Linked DNA regions of Mus musculus: region 2 is linked to region 1. Evidence: chromatin contacts called from public promoter capture Hi-C data. All regions are on one chromosome and are shown on one strand. The core of a region is the stretch at or near the end of the contact, and the rest is flanking DNA. Distances in the headings are between cores, read along the strand shown.

Evidence for each region. Promoter capture Hi-C pulls out the DNA fragments that hold promoters and counts their contacts.
Region 2: a promoter capture Hi-C map of cranial neural crest shows a contact between it and region 1. A contact is called at or near these places in 1 of 39 promoter capture datasets (cranial neural crest) and 1 of 484 Hi-C or Micro-C datasets (B cells).

The regions. Positions count from the first base shown.
Region 1 is chr19:3,571,065-3,578,475 of GRCm38.p6, forward strand. Ppp6r3 (protein phosphatase 6, regulatory subunit 3) reads right to left here and starts at 4,685. Exons shown (of 24, transcript NM_028999.1): 1 at 4,577-4,685. It overlaps n-TAagc9 (a tRNA gene), which reads left to right and starts at 5,199; the gene lies at 5,199-5,271.
Region 2 is chr19:8,721,890-8,728,819 of GRCm38.p6, forward strand. It overlaps Snhg1 (small nucleolar RNA host gene 1), which reads left to right and starts at 1,598. Exons shown (of 10, transcript NR_002896.3): 1 at 1,598-1,617; 2 at 2,252-2,300; 3 at 2,514-2,594; 4 at 2,783-2,832; 5 at 3,125-3,157; 6 at 3,333-3,367; 7 at 3,596-3,634; 8 at 3,893-3,937; 9 at 4,178-4,213; 10 at 4,350-4,437. LOC115489078 (a small nucleolar RNA gene) reads left to right here and starts at 2,104; the gene lies at 2,104-2,175. It overlaps LOC115489084 (a small nucleolar RNA gene), which reads left to right and starts at 2,362; the gene lies at 2,362-2,436. LOC115489083 (a small nucleolar RNA gene) reads left to right here and starts at 2,643; the gene lies at 2,643-2,712. It also overlaps Snord22, LOC115489082, LOC115489081, LOC115489086, LOC115489087 and a transcript of Slc3a2 not described here.

The DNA.
Region 1 (7,411 bases), core at 3,435-5,934:
AAAATAGTTGGAATACCCTCACCTAGTATAAAGTACTTGCCTAGCACGAGTAAGACTATAGGTTCAATTCCCAGTACCACAGCAACAAGAAAAAATCATTTTACTGATTATTTTTGAAGGAGGGAGAGCTGTTTCATTGTTTCTTTGAGACAGGGTCTCATTACATGGCCCAAAATTACCTTGAACTCCAGCTCTTCCTGCCTCTGCCTCCCAAGTGCTCACAGGTGTGTTCTACTATGCCTAGCTTCATTTCTTTGGGTACTATGGATAGAGGTCAGAGCCTCATGCATCTTGATCAAGTAAGTGCCTTACAGAGCCAGACCTCCCAATCCAAGGCAATCTTTGTAGCAAAGAAATGCTTCAAGGGGCTAGAGAGATGGCTCAGTGGTTAAGGACACTGACTGCTTTTTTTTTAAAGACTTATTTATTTATTTATTTATTATATGTGTACACTATAGCTGTCTTCAGACACTCCAAGAAGAGGGCATCAGATTTTTGTTACGGATGGTTGTGAGCCGCCATGTGGTTGCTGGGATTTGAACTCAGGACCTTTAGAAGAGCAGTTGGCACTCTTAACCGCTGAGCCATTTCACCAGCCCCACTGACTGCTTTTTGAGAGTTCTTGAGTTCAATTCCCAGCAACCACACAGTAGCTCACAACCATTTGTAACAGGATCCAATGCCCTCTTCTAGAATGTCTGAAGACAGTTACAGTGTACTCATATACATAAAATAAATTCTTTAAAAGAAAGAAAGAGGGCTGGAGAGATGGCTCAGTGGGTAAGAGCACCCGACTGCTCTTCCAAAGGTCCGAAGTTCAAATCCCAGCAACCACATGGTGGCTTACAACCATCCGTAATGAGATCTGACTCCCTCTTCTGGAGTATCTGAGGATAGCTACAGTGTACTTACATGTAATAAATAAATAAATCTTAAAAAAAAAAAAAAAGAGTACTGACTGCTCTTCCAAAGTCCTGAGTTCAAATCCCAGCAACCACATGGTGGCTCACAACCATCTGTAATGGGATCTGACGGCCTCTCTGGTGTGTCTGAAGACAGCTACAGTGTACTAATAAATAAATAAATAAATCTGAAAGAAAGGAAGGAAGGAAGGAAGGAAGGAAGGAAGGAAGGAAGGAAGCAAGCAAGCAGGCAGGCTTGAGAGATGGTTCGGCAGTTAAAAGCACTGGCTGATTGCTCTTCCCGAGGTTCTGAGTTTAATTCCCAGCTACCACATAGTGGCTCACAACCATCTGTAATGGGATCTGATGCCCTCTTCTGGTGTGTCTCAATACAACTACAGTGTGCTCATATAAATGAAATAAAATTTAAAAACAAAAACAAAAAGAAATGCTTAAATTACCCTTGTCTATACACATTATATTCAAGTATTCTGTTCCACATAAACATGTACATATCATGGGTTCGTGAAACAGAAAGGAAAGTCAATTGACATCGAGATAGAACATATATATAACTGCAAGTCAAGAGGTCTGATCAATATTCTTGGTACATTCTGCCAGGCGTGGTAATCCCAGCACTCGGGAGGCAGAGGCAGGCAGATTTCTGAGTTTGAGGCCAGCCTGGTCTACAGAGTTCGTTCCAGAACAGCCAAGGATATACAGAGAAACCCTGTCTGGAAAAACAAAACAAAACAAAACAAAAAAAAACAAAACAAAACAAAATGTGCTCCATTCTAAGGAAAAGCAGCTCCTCAGCCTCCAGTGCAGCTGAGCTCTCGCCACCCAGGCCAGGCCAGGCTCCTGCCCTCTTTAGAAAGTAAACTTGGTGCTGAGTTTTAGTTGAACAGATATCTGAAAGGACTTCTTTATCATTTATTCTTCTGAAATGTAGTAAAATGAAAAACTATAGATCAACACACACGGGTAACATCTAAGATTTCAACTATCTCAACTACTAAGTTAATCATAAAAAAATCCAAGTTGATTATCAACCCTAACAAATACTGTTTTAAGGAAGAAATGCTTACTTGTCATAACCCACTTTTCTAGAGGAACTGCTAAAAGGCATCTTAAAGTAGCTAAGGAAACCCCACTTAAAGTCTTAACTTCAGTGCTATGCATTTTTTGCCCAACTATAGACTACTTCTTAAGTACTCAATTAATGCAAACTAGCAAGCCTTGTTTTTGTAGCAGATTGGTTTTTGTGCAGTTGGGCAGGGGGTGCTTTACTTTATACAAAAGCTAAAGTCGGTTAAAGCAATCAGTATACTCAAGTCTACTTGAGATGTATTCCATTAAAATACGCTTCCTCAGTGCATAAAGCAATCTAAGCAATTATCACCAAGAGTTGTCCTCTTTTCATGTACCATGGAGAAAGCAGAGAGCAGACATTTAAAAAGCTGAATTTAAGGATAACTGGATGAGTGAAAGACACTAGGGTCCCTGGCCAGACACAGTGAAGTGAGGGATAGGTCCCAAAGCACCCAGGAACAACAGCCACTCCCCAAGCTACAAGCTGAGCACATCCTTTCCGAAGTGGTTGGGACTACAACATCAGATTCAGATTCTGAAGGCTGGCAGCCTTTACCAGTTTAAGTTCCCTAATAGAAACTGCTACACAATCTAAGTTTCATACTCAAAAGCTGTCAGGTTTCAGAGCATTCAGAAATTAGGCATATTTAACCTGTACCTTTGCTGAAGCTCTCAAGACTGCAGCTTTTCAATTGCAATAACAACCAGGAAAATCTAAGAAATCCTCATATTATGATTTGGGGCAACTACACAGAAGCAGTGCCTAGAAGCAGCAGAGGAGGGGTGCTGTTTAAGATCCTGAAGGTGTTTTCTATGCATAAGTACTGGTTTAGACAAAACGCTTTCAAGTGATTTAATAGATTTTCAACATCTCATGGAAAAATTAAAATAACTTCCAGTAATTTTTTTTAGCCCAGCTGATCCTTAAACACATGGCTTTCCTAATTGTACCTAAACACTTAAAAGTTAATTTTGAACTAGGTGTGGTGGTACACACCTCTATTCATAATGCTTGTCAGGTAGAGGCAGCAAGATCAAGAATTTGAGGCAGCCTTAGCTGAAAAGGAAAGTCAAGAACATTCTAAACTACTATCATCTCAAAAAATAACTAAATAATGAGTCCGGTGCAGTGGTGCATGACTTTATTAATCCCATTATTAAAGGCAGAAGCAGTAAAGATCTTCCCACCACATAGTGAGACCCTGCCTCAAAAACAAACAAAATCATCAAGATCAAGTTGAATTTGAGAGGTATGGTCACCACTGAGCTGATTCTATTCACAAAGCACGATTCTAGCTGCTTTGTGCTAACATATTTACATATATACTCAGTTACAGTCTAATATGAACATGTTAGATAAAATTGGGACCTAACATGAGATAAACTTATGAAACAAACTTATTTTCATGGGTTACAGGGGCAGCAAAGAGGACTAATTCGCCCAAGGTCACAGGACTAGAAAGTGACAAAGGAAGATGTAATTTTCAGGTGGCCCATAAGAAAGCTCAAACACCACTGGCAACAGGGATCTTGCACCTTGCAATTTCAAGGAACATTTTAGTGGAAGGAGATCTTAAGTTCCTTTCTTACGGGCTGTGTCAACTGCAACATGACCTTGAGGGCAAAAACCAAAGTAAACTTGACTTAAGAAAATGAAACAGTATCCATATTAACAAGTGCTCTGATGCAAGGAAACCTTCTAAGTGTCCCCTCCCCCAAGCCAAAGCAAAACATAAACAAAGCTCTGGCCCATTCTAAAGAGACCACAGCAGGTAGGCGGCAAATGACAGTAGGACATGCGGTGGAGAAGTACAGACACAGAGCTACCGAGACCACTCATTCTGTCCCACCTACAACTTCAAGTCCAAGTTCTAATGAAAGACAACGGGACTGGGGAGAAAAAGACCTCCAAGTTAACAGTGAGCCGAGCTTTAAAAGCGAGGTGCTTGAAGCCACAAGAAGGGTAACTCCTCACTTCAGCTCCAAAACACCAGGGAATCTCCAATGCCCGCGTCTGTATAAAAGAGAGACTCAACGGCGGAGGATGAAGATTCACTGCGATGGCCCCGAGAGACTCGGAACTGGTTTTTGTGTGTTCCGATGACTCTGCTAATGCCCAGAAACCCACACAACTTGTTTCTCAGAGGACAAGAGTCCAACAAAAGCCTTCGCGAAGCTCTCCAGCGAGTTGACAAGCTCCAGGAGATCCCGAGAAGTCGCTGTGAAGGCCCGGGCGCGGGAGCCGGGGAGCTCGCCCAGGACCCCCGACTTGGCTCGGGGCGCGCCTCGCCTCGCCTGGGCTCCCGCCGAGCCAAGCCCAGAGTCACCTCGGCGTCCAAAGTTCGCAGTCGGCTCGGCTGACTGCCAACGCTCGGCCCGGCTGACAGGAGCGGGCGGCCCGGTCCTGGCCAGGACTGGACGCCGCCTCCCGGGCCGCCGAAGCTGCCGATTCCGGGGGGGAGGGGAAAGGGGCCGGGACGCTCCCTCCCCACGCCGCCGGGACCGGACCACCGCCACGATCGGTCGGCCGCTTGCCCGCGCGACCCGCACACTCCGCGCCACCGCCCCCTCCCCTGAGTTACCTGGAGGCGCCCAAGACCCGCAGTTAGTCGCGCTCAGGCGGGAAAAAGGTTCACCGACACCATCAGCGAAGCGCCCAAAATGGCGGACGTATCAAGCAGGCCTTGAGTTACCCCCGCCCTCCCTCCGGCCGCCCCGCAGCCAATCACAGGATAGACCCCGCCCCTTCACACGGATCATTGGCTTGTCTCTCCCGCCCCCCACAACCTATTGGACCGCCCAGCGGTTCCCTCGACTCCACTTCGATTGGCTTTGAGGTCTTGTCAGTCAAACGCGAGAGGCGCATTCTTTTTCCCATGGTCTTGACGGATCCGGAACCTCTAGACCCCGGAGTCTGAGAAACAAGTCAGAAATTGGGAGAAGCTTAGGCTGGGTCCCTCTGCCCCGTAGCAACAGCGGGGCCTCGCGTGACAGACGCTTGGGACCACCAATCCGCATAGTCAATGTAGTTTAAAACAAATGAACCAAACCAATCCCGGCTGTGTAGCTCCGGATGCGAAGAAGCCAATGGGGTAACACAATGACAGCAGGCGGTGGGGTAACGGCCGCGGGGGACGAGGGGGGGGGGAAAACCGGTGATGACGTGAGTCACAATACAACCTGCGACGGAAGTTAATTATAGCTGGGGAATTAGCTCAAATGGTAGAGCGCTCGCTTAGCATGTGAGAGGTAGCGGGATCGATGCCCGCATTCTCCATAGCATAGTTTTATCGAAGACCTTCAATTAAATTACTTCAGACAAAGTAGAGTGGCATCCCTGAAAATGGGGTCAAAATGTAAGGTTTCTTAATACAAAGGAAACCAGGCTGTATCTTTTGTCACAGAGAAGAATTTTACACATGAATTTCTTCCAACTGCTAGTGTCCTATACGTATAGTACTACACATTTACCTTGCCCCAGAACTGGGGTCCTGGACATCAGGGTCCCTACTCTCAAGTCTTGCACTTAACCACTGTCATGGCTAATCCTGGTTTTTAATTCTCCTGGGGCTGTCTAAAAAGGTGAAACTGAGCTGACCACAAGCATTCTCTACCTCCTGGCTGGTTGTGATGTGATGTGATGTGATGTGACGGGCAGACTCCCACACCTGCTCCCTTGACTTCCCTGCCATATTGGCCTCGACCTGTGAGACAAAATGAACCTTTTCTCCCTAAAGTTGCTGTTGTCAGAATATTTTATCACAGCAACAGGAAAAGATACCAAGGTGCTCCCCTTGGGTCCCTATGAATAATCTGCCTGGTTCAGTGTGGACAGGACCATAAGTTCAGGCACGCTGCAGCTGGCCACCATAGTCAACAAAGTCTCTGAGTCTTGGAAGTCTTTCATGAAGCAGGCCTTCCCATGCCATCTGGAAAGCAAGTGACCAAGGTGATCAAGCTAAGGGACAGACTCTTTTGGGAAAGTAGTAAGTCATAGGACAGGACAGAGCTCTAAATCCCTGGGGTGTTGGTAGCAGGGAGGGGAAGGGTGTTACAGAGACCCCAGGGTGGGGCCTTGGAGCTTCAAAGGCAGGACGAGCCCAGCTATGATGGGAGACTGGATAGCAGAGGTAGCTGAGTCACACAGACCTTGAGTGGCAATGCTCACACCTCAGACAGGGAGCAGTTGCCTGCATATCTCTTCCAGTAGGTCCAGCAGTCCCAGGCCCAGGCTTCACTGAAGCTCAGAGAGCACAGAGCTTATCTCCTGAGTGTCTCCTCTAGGCCACCTCTAGGCATCTATCCCCTGGGAAAATGACAGAGCCTAGCCCTTGGACTGGAGGAGACAGGACCTGCCTTGTTGGACACTCAGTGCTTTCTCCGGGTTCCCAGTCTCTGAACCCCCCCCCACCCCTGTTCTTTACACGGGGTCCAGCATGCTTGAGTCCTCCACCTCACTCATTCTGGCTCTGAATTCCACTACCAGGATAACAAGAGAGGGCTGTGCAGTTATGCAAACCCACCCTGGCCTCCAGTCCACCTTCCAAGAGAGCTGTTCCTGGAAGCAGATTCCAGAAAGAGTTCATTGCTAGTAGATCCACATCATAGTCCCCATTGTACACACTAGCTAACTACGGACCAGAGCATTCTGTCACCAGAGGCCATATAGGGGTTGGGTGACCTTGGCCAGGTGACCTAACCTTTCTGACTCTCCAGTTCTCAGAAGTACAAGTGATAACAACTATCAGCCAGGGTCAAGCACACCACTCCAGGCACTTAAGAGAGGCAATAAATGTTAACTCTGGAACGCAGAGGCTAGAAGGCTTGCCTGAGGCCACAGAAGTAGTAACAAACATTGTTAAAACTGAGGCCTATTGATAAAGAGTTAAGGTAGCAGAAAGTTCAGGGCAGGGCAGCAGTTAAAGGCTGGACCCTGGCAGGAAGGACCAGCTGGGGGTGAGAGGGGACAGCTTGGAGTGGGAGTGGGCCTGCCTTCTGTGCTATCTGTGAAGACAAAGCCCAACTGCCTCACTGAACCAAACCAGCCCCCTCCCACCATCTGGGTGAGTCATACAGTGGTCCACCAAACCACCATCCCTTCATTCATTTGTAGTGAAGACACCTGCTGGCATCTGCTTTGCCTTTTTTCTCCCAGACTCAGGTGGGTTCCAGGGACATACATATTACAACTAAGAGATAACCTGTCACCTCACTAAGACCAGGGTAGTTAGCCCATAAGTTGTCAAATATGGTGTACTCATTCCTAACCTAGCCAGGCACGTTGAAGTCAGGGAGAGCTTGCTAGGGAAGGAGGTGCCTGAGCCTGAAGCCCCACTTGCCTGTCCCATAGAGCCATGGAGTCAGAAGAATGACCAACTTGGCAAGCTTTGCATGTGACACAGATTGAGCTCTGTGTC
Region 2 (6,930 bases), core at 348-2,847, 5.1 Mb after region 1:
ACAGCCAGGGCTATACAGAGAAACCCTGTCTCGAAAAGCCAAAAAAAAAAAGACAAAAATTAAAATACTTTTTTTTTCTTTTTTGAGACAGGGTTTCAACTATGTAGCCCTGGCTGACAAGAACTCATTATGTGGTACATGCTGAGCCGCTGAGCTCCTCAAACTCCTCCTGAGCCTGCATCCCTAGGGCGGGACTAAAGGCATGAATCAACATGCCCAGCATTATTTTTTCTTAATTAAACTTTAGATGTGTATGTACCACGTGTGTGTCAGGTGCCCATGGAGGCCAGAAGTGGGTACTGGATCCCTTGGAACTGGAACTGCAGATGGCTACTAGCTGGGAATTGAACCAGGGTCTTCTGCAAGTGCTGATTTTGAAATCAGGCTGCCTGGATTTATACCTTGGATCTGATACTGTTTATCTGGGTAACAGTCAGCAAATGACTTAACCTCTCTGGGACCCGAGCTTCTCACCCATAACTGTACCTTACCACCTTCCAACTTGGATTATTAAGTGAGGTCATGCAGAAGAGCAATTAGTATGAGAGTAATGATAATTGTTCGAAAGGCAAGCTTCTGCATATAGATGTTTGCTATATGCATATGACTATAATGCTACTGCACACTCTCAATAACCAGTCTATAGCTGCGACTTAGAAAACTGGTAAATTCTAATGATTGTTCCCCCCAGAGCTCTTTATATCTAAGACCACCCATGCATAAAATGAGGGTTATCCCTAACTTTTAGGAGTGTGGAATATTAACTCATATTGGGTGCTTTAAACGGTAAGCCCAGTTGTGTGGAGAATTGTCAGCCTCAGTAGTATAGCACTTATCTACACATGCACATAGCAGCAGCTTTAATCTATAGCACTGCTAAAAACAAAACATGCAACATGCTCCATAAATGACATCTAAATGCTGGCCCTACTTCATTCAATCCGGGCCAAGAACATGGCGAAAATAGACCAGGAAGCAAAACACAAAAATCGGTCTCCAGAATGACGTAGGGCTTCTAGTCCCGACTGGGTTTCCCTAAAAGGCTTCATGCAAGGAAGCGAAAATCCAACCGAGCTCAGCCCAGGGCCCAGTACCTGAGTCGCCCGCTGCGCTGACAACCTGGACATCAAGCCCCGTCTGCGCGCTGGGCGGCTGGCGGGGAACCGAGACACCGTCGGTGGAGTGTTCAGTAGGTTCAGGATCCATAGAGATGGATCAACACGCGGCTTAGCGTGAGTGAGGGTGAGAAATCGCCTCAACGTATGGATATTGGTAGTTGTGACCCAGACAGTCGAGCTGTATGGGTCGCGAACCAAAATCTCCAGCGATGACGTTTTACCCGCAGTGAGTAAGAACCGCCTAGCCGCAGCGCCAAAGGCGTAGCGTCGCACTCCCCTAAAGCGCCTGCGCCTCTTTTTCGCGCTGCAAAATCAGAGGCGGAGCTCTCCGCACGCCCCTTTGGGCGGATTCCTCTACCCACAATTCCTCCGGCTCGCACACCGCTTACCTTAGCGCCTGCGTGAGTCCTAGTCCCACCTCCAAATCCCGTGGGCCTTTGCGAGATGCTATTTATAGGCCACACGTTGTTCTTGTCGGCCTCATTTTTCCTTGTTCGGGGTAAGTACTCTACGTCTTTATGTGCTGTAGTTTTCACTTTGTTTTTTTCTTGTCTTTCTCTTTTTTTTTTTTTTTTTGGTTTTTCGAGACAGGGTTTCTCTGTATAGTCCTGGCTGTCCTGCTGAAACTCACTTTATAGACCAGGGTGGCCTCGAACTAAAATCCGCCTGCCTCTGCCACCCGAGTGCTGCGATTAAAGTCGTGCGCCACCACGCCTGGCTCTTGTCTTTCTCTTAATCAGCTTTCCTATAACTGCGGCTGGCTTTTATCACAAACACCTATCTGTCACTGTTGTGAACCGCCGCCTGTATTTTCTTACGTAATGTTTATTTCTGGTGATTTAAAAGACCCTCGTGGGCAGCGTTAATAAATGTGGACTTTGGTAATCTGTTCCGTAGTCTTAGCGGGGAGACCATGTTAGGGCATTCAAGACCTAAAGATGACAGGATTTTGTGAAGGACAAAATGGTGGCGGCAGTGCAAGGCCACCCCCTATGATGAGGACCTTTTCACAGACCTGTACTGATATATCTGTGAGGATAAGTAACTCTGAGGAGGCTGGCCCTACATCACAGCCTTCTCATCCTTTAGAGATTTCTTGGTGTAGAAGTAACCCGATGCTAACTTCTCTACAGGTTTGAGGTGCCACCTTACAAAAGGATGGGTGTACGCTCTCTTTTCAGAGTAAGTAGTGTTAATGGTTTTACCAGATTTTTTTGGTTGTTGAGTATAAGTTGTGTGTGTGCTACGGGGATGATATGAAAACTGAACTCTCTCTTTCTGATGGTTTAGTGGAGAAAACAAAAATTCTCTGAGTAGCACAATCTGTGGCAGGTATTTGGATTGTTTGGCATAAAGTCTTTTATTGAAGTTTGGGGTTTTTTTTTTCTGTTCTAGATGTGGTTCATCTCAAAGCCCTTTACACTTTGGAGCCAGGCCTGTTCAATTTTACAAATAACACGTTTTGCTTGTAGTCAGGTAGGTATTGATGGTTGGTGCTTCCTTAGGGAACATATTTAGATGGCCACTTAATGATGAACAATGTAAATGACAAGCATATGGCTGAGTTGCAATGATGTCATCTTACTACTGAAATGGGCTGAAGAAAGAAGGTGCTGAGGTGGCTGTGATTACATTTAAAAATGACATTGTTTCTCTGTTTCCAGGGTGCTGTGACAACATGAAGAGTTCGAGCTACCTCCCAGGATGAGTGCAGGTAATTGTCCAAGTAGAGCTTAGGGTTTCCCTAGGGAAAATAGTCAAGACAGACATTGAAGCAGCACAACACTTTTTTGCTGCTTACTATTTGTATTTCTAGAGGACACATTATGTTAAGGCCTTTGTTCTCTTAAAAACTCAACTGTCAGATGATTTGAAATGATGACACTGAACACTCCGTGAAGGTGTGAATTTATAGCATGTTAGAGTTCTGATGGCAGTTAGTGCTGACAGACAGATTGTAATTCTGTCCTGATGGTTGAAAATAACTACTTGTTACTCTTCCACAGGTTTTCCTGGTGACAAATCTCAGGCATTCAAAGGTTAGTTAGATTATTTTGGATGGGGTTTGTTCACTAGGTTTGCTGTTTCTATGATGAATCAAACTAGCTCACTATGACTGCTAATGAAAACACAGGAACACCTGAGAAACCAAAGGGTAGTGTGGGGGCAAGGGCCTTATATCCAGCCTTTTCAAGGTTTGTTATTTTTCTCCAGGTTCTGTTAGCAGTGCCATACTTGTGGGTTTACAGGTGAGTGATTCCAGTGTGTGGTGTGGTGTATGTGCATAGCATTGGACTGGGGTGGGGGGACCTAACTGAGAACGTACTTTGTGTATATATGATGACTTTCATAGAATCTCGTTCGGCTGATGATTGCTGTTGAGACTTGGAAATCTGATTTTTCTCAGAATGATGGGTTAGATAGGAACAAGCTGTTGCAGGATTTTTAACATTGCTGATGACTGTCTTGTTTTTCAGAGATGGTGTGTCTGGCTGAGAACAAAGGAGCCGTACCAGGTATATGTCTTAGTAATGCTTTTTGTAGTATAAGGTTGAATATATAATACTTAGACCTAGTGAATTCCTGCTCACCCTGATGAACTGAATACCGCCCCAGTCTGATAGCTGTGGAGAAAGGTATTTTCTGAGTTGTGAGCTCATTTTGGATCAAGTAGGAAATTTTTTATGCTAATACTAGCATAGTATTAATACTAGCATAAGCTTTTGTAAAAGAAGCTTAAGCATTAATGGCCCAAATTGTTTGCTATTTTGTAGGAAAGTTGAAGCATATCTTCATTTTCAAGTCCAGGCTAAAATAAGGTGAGAAAACTTAGATGAAAAGTATGCTGAACTATAATTTCCCCATGAAGAAATGTTCACACGTCCTACTTCCTGTCCTAGCTCCAGAGCCTGAAAAGGTGAACCCACTGGGGCTGGCTGGGGGAAAAGAGGAAACTTTGTTCCAGAAGGAACTGTCTGAGGGATCATTTTTGTGCGTAGAAAGGGAAGAATTCTCACTTGATTAAAGAGGAATCAAAAGGTGATTTACTTGTTTTACAGGTCTGAGGAAAAGAATGAGCTGCGTGTGAAGGATAGGTAAGCCCTTCAAATCATTAAAATGGGCGGCGCAGGGTTGGGGGAAACTGGTTACCTAGACAGCCTATAGTCTCTTCTGATAGTGAATGTAGGATGATTTTGCTTTCTACTCCTAATTCAAATTTTTATCTTGCAGGAACAGAAATCATGAAAGATCTGTTTGTCCAGGCCAGTGTTTCACCATAAGAGATCACTTTAAAATAAATGATGAAATAATTCTTTGCAATTGCAAATTTACCTTCCTTGCTTACCACATTGTTAACTGTAGGAGCTGATACCTGGTTCTTCCACTGTTAACTTGTACTCTGTGTTTGTTCTAGCAATAAATGCTCTTTATGCTATTTATTGTGATGGCTTATTTGATTTGGGTGGATCCTAAAAAGTCTTGGTTTCACTAAGGTAAAAACCCTCTACTTGGTGATTTCTTTAGCAGGACTATTGAGTCTGGAGTAATGGCACCTGAGCTTTGTATCAGCAAGGCAGGAAATCTGGCTAAGAATTCCCTAGGTCAATTATACTGTGATATGCAGAAATTGACTTACTAAGGGTTCCTTTTATATAACAAAAGTTTCTGTGAAACTCATCCTGCAATTACCAAGAAACCCCCATTTCTTGCCAAGAGTAACTTTGAAGCTGACCATGGCCTGTTAAATGGTTTCCTGTGTGTGTGTGTGTATATGCTATTTAATATGCCTTTGCTGGCATTACTGCAGACCATCTGACAGTGTCTCCATTTTGGCTAGGAAAAGTATGAAAGGAGATGAAGCCCAGTCTATTAGTGTAGTTTAAGCCATAGGGAAGGGAGTTGAGCTGGTGTACGGTAAGACAGGGAGTAGAAGTAGAGGAGGCTGACCATGAGCATGTGGAGAGGGGGACTGGTAGTGAGATGATCAAGGTGGCAAGTTAGGGTTTTTGCCTGTATATATATATATATACAGGTCTGCCTAAAAAAATGGCTGATACCACAGTGCTGGATCCTCTAGAAGTGAAGTTCTATGGTTGGGTTGTGGGTGCTGGGAAGCCAAAGCAGAATTATGTCGGATGGGATGATTTGGCTGCCAAGTGAATAATAAAGGGTGTTCCTATTTCATGTAGGTTTCAAGCTTACATGATAACATTTCCTGATCATGTGCACTATAGGGGAATTGCCAAGATTAAACAGAACAGATTGCTCCATAAGACGGGACTACTACATTGGAGTGTTCAAAATTTAGGGATGTAAGGACCAGGAAATCAAGTATTCAAAATACATGTATCAAAAGATGGCCTAGTAGGCCATCACTGCAAAGAGGCCCATTGGACTTGCAAACTTTATATGCCCCAGTACAGGGGAACGCCAGGGCCAAAAAGGGGGAGTGGGTGGGTAGGGGATTGGGGGGGTGGGTATGGGGACCTTTGGGATAGCATTGAAAATGTAAATGAGGAAAATACCTAATTAAAAAAAAAGTATTCAAAATACTGTAAGTTTTGGAAGCCCACACTAACAAAAACAAAACAAAAGCTCACAGTCCTGTGCTAAGGCAAGAAAAAAAAAGTGGCCATCAAAAGCTGAGACGTGAACTGTACAAGTAACAATTCGTTTCAGATCAGCCTCTGTCTTGCTGTCCTCATTCAGTTACCTGCAAAAATGAAGACACTGAGGCAGAGGAGGAAAAAAATTAACATTTACCAGGAAAGGGAACAGATATTTGCAAAAAATTACTCATTAGGCAAGACTAGTATGGGAGCCACTGTTAGTATACAATAGTGTGCTGGGCAGTGATGGCACATACCTTTAACTCCAGCACTTGGGACGTTCCAGGCTAGCCTAGTCTACAGAATAACAGGACAGCCAGAGCTGCACAGAAACCATCTGAAAACAAAAACAATACGGTGGTTGAGGAAGGGCAAGAATGCTTGGTTTCTAGCAGGCAAGGAGTTGGATATGAGGCTTCTGGTGAGGTCTAGCGTCCCATCTGTAATCTCAGTCAAGGCCATTTGTGGCTACATGAAAAATTCAAAACAAGGGCCCCCAATGGAGGAGCTAGAGAAAGTACCCAAGGAGCTAAAGGGAACTGCAACCCTATAGGTGGAACAACAACATGAACTAACCAGTACCCCCCTGGAGCTTGTGTCTCTAGCTGCATATGTATCAAAAGATGGCCTAGTCGGCCATCACTGGAAAGAGAGGCCCATTGGACTTGCTAACTTTATATGCCCCAGTACAGGGGAATGCCAGGGCCAAAAAGTGAGAGTGGGTGGGTAGGGGAGTGGGGGGGGATGTATGGGGGACTTTTGGGATAGCATTGGAAATGTAAATGAGGAAAATACCTAATAAAAAATTAAAAAAAAAAAAGTTCAAAACAGAATGGCAACAATATGTACATATCTGACTGTCAGAATTAAATAGGTGGTTCCCACTACAGCTAAAGTGCCAGGGCACGTTCCCACATGTACACTCAAAACAGTCTGTACTCTTCAAAAACACCCTAGCTTCACTATAGTTCACTCTGTGTGTGTGTGTGTGTGTGTGTGTGTGTGTGTGTGTGTGTGTGTGTGTGTGTGTTTATGATTTATTTCATTTATATGAATACATTGTAGCTGTCTTCAGTCACACCAGAAGAGGGCATTGGATTCCATTATGGATGGTTGTGAGCCACCATGTGGTTGCTGGAAATTGAACGCAGGACCTCTGGAAGAGCAGTCAGTGCTCTTAAACACTGAGCCATCTCTCCAGC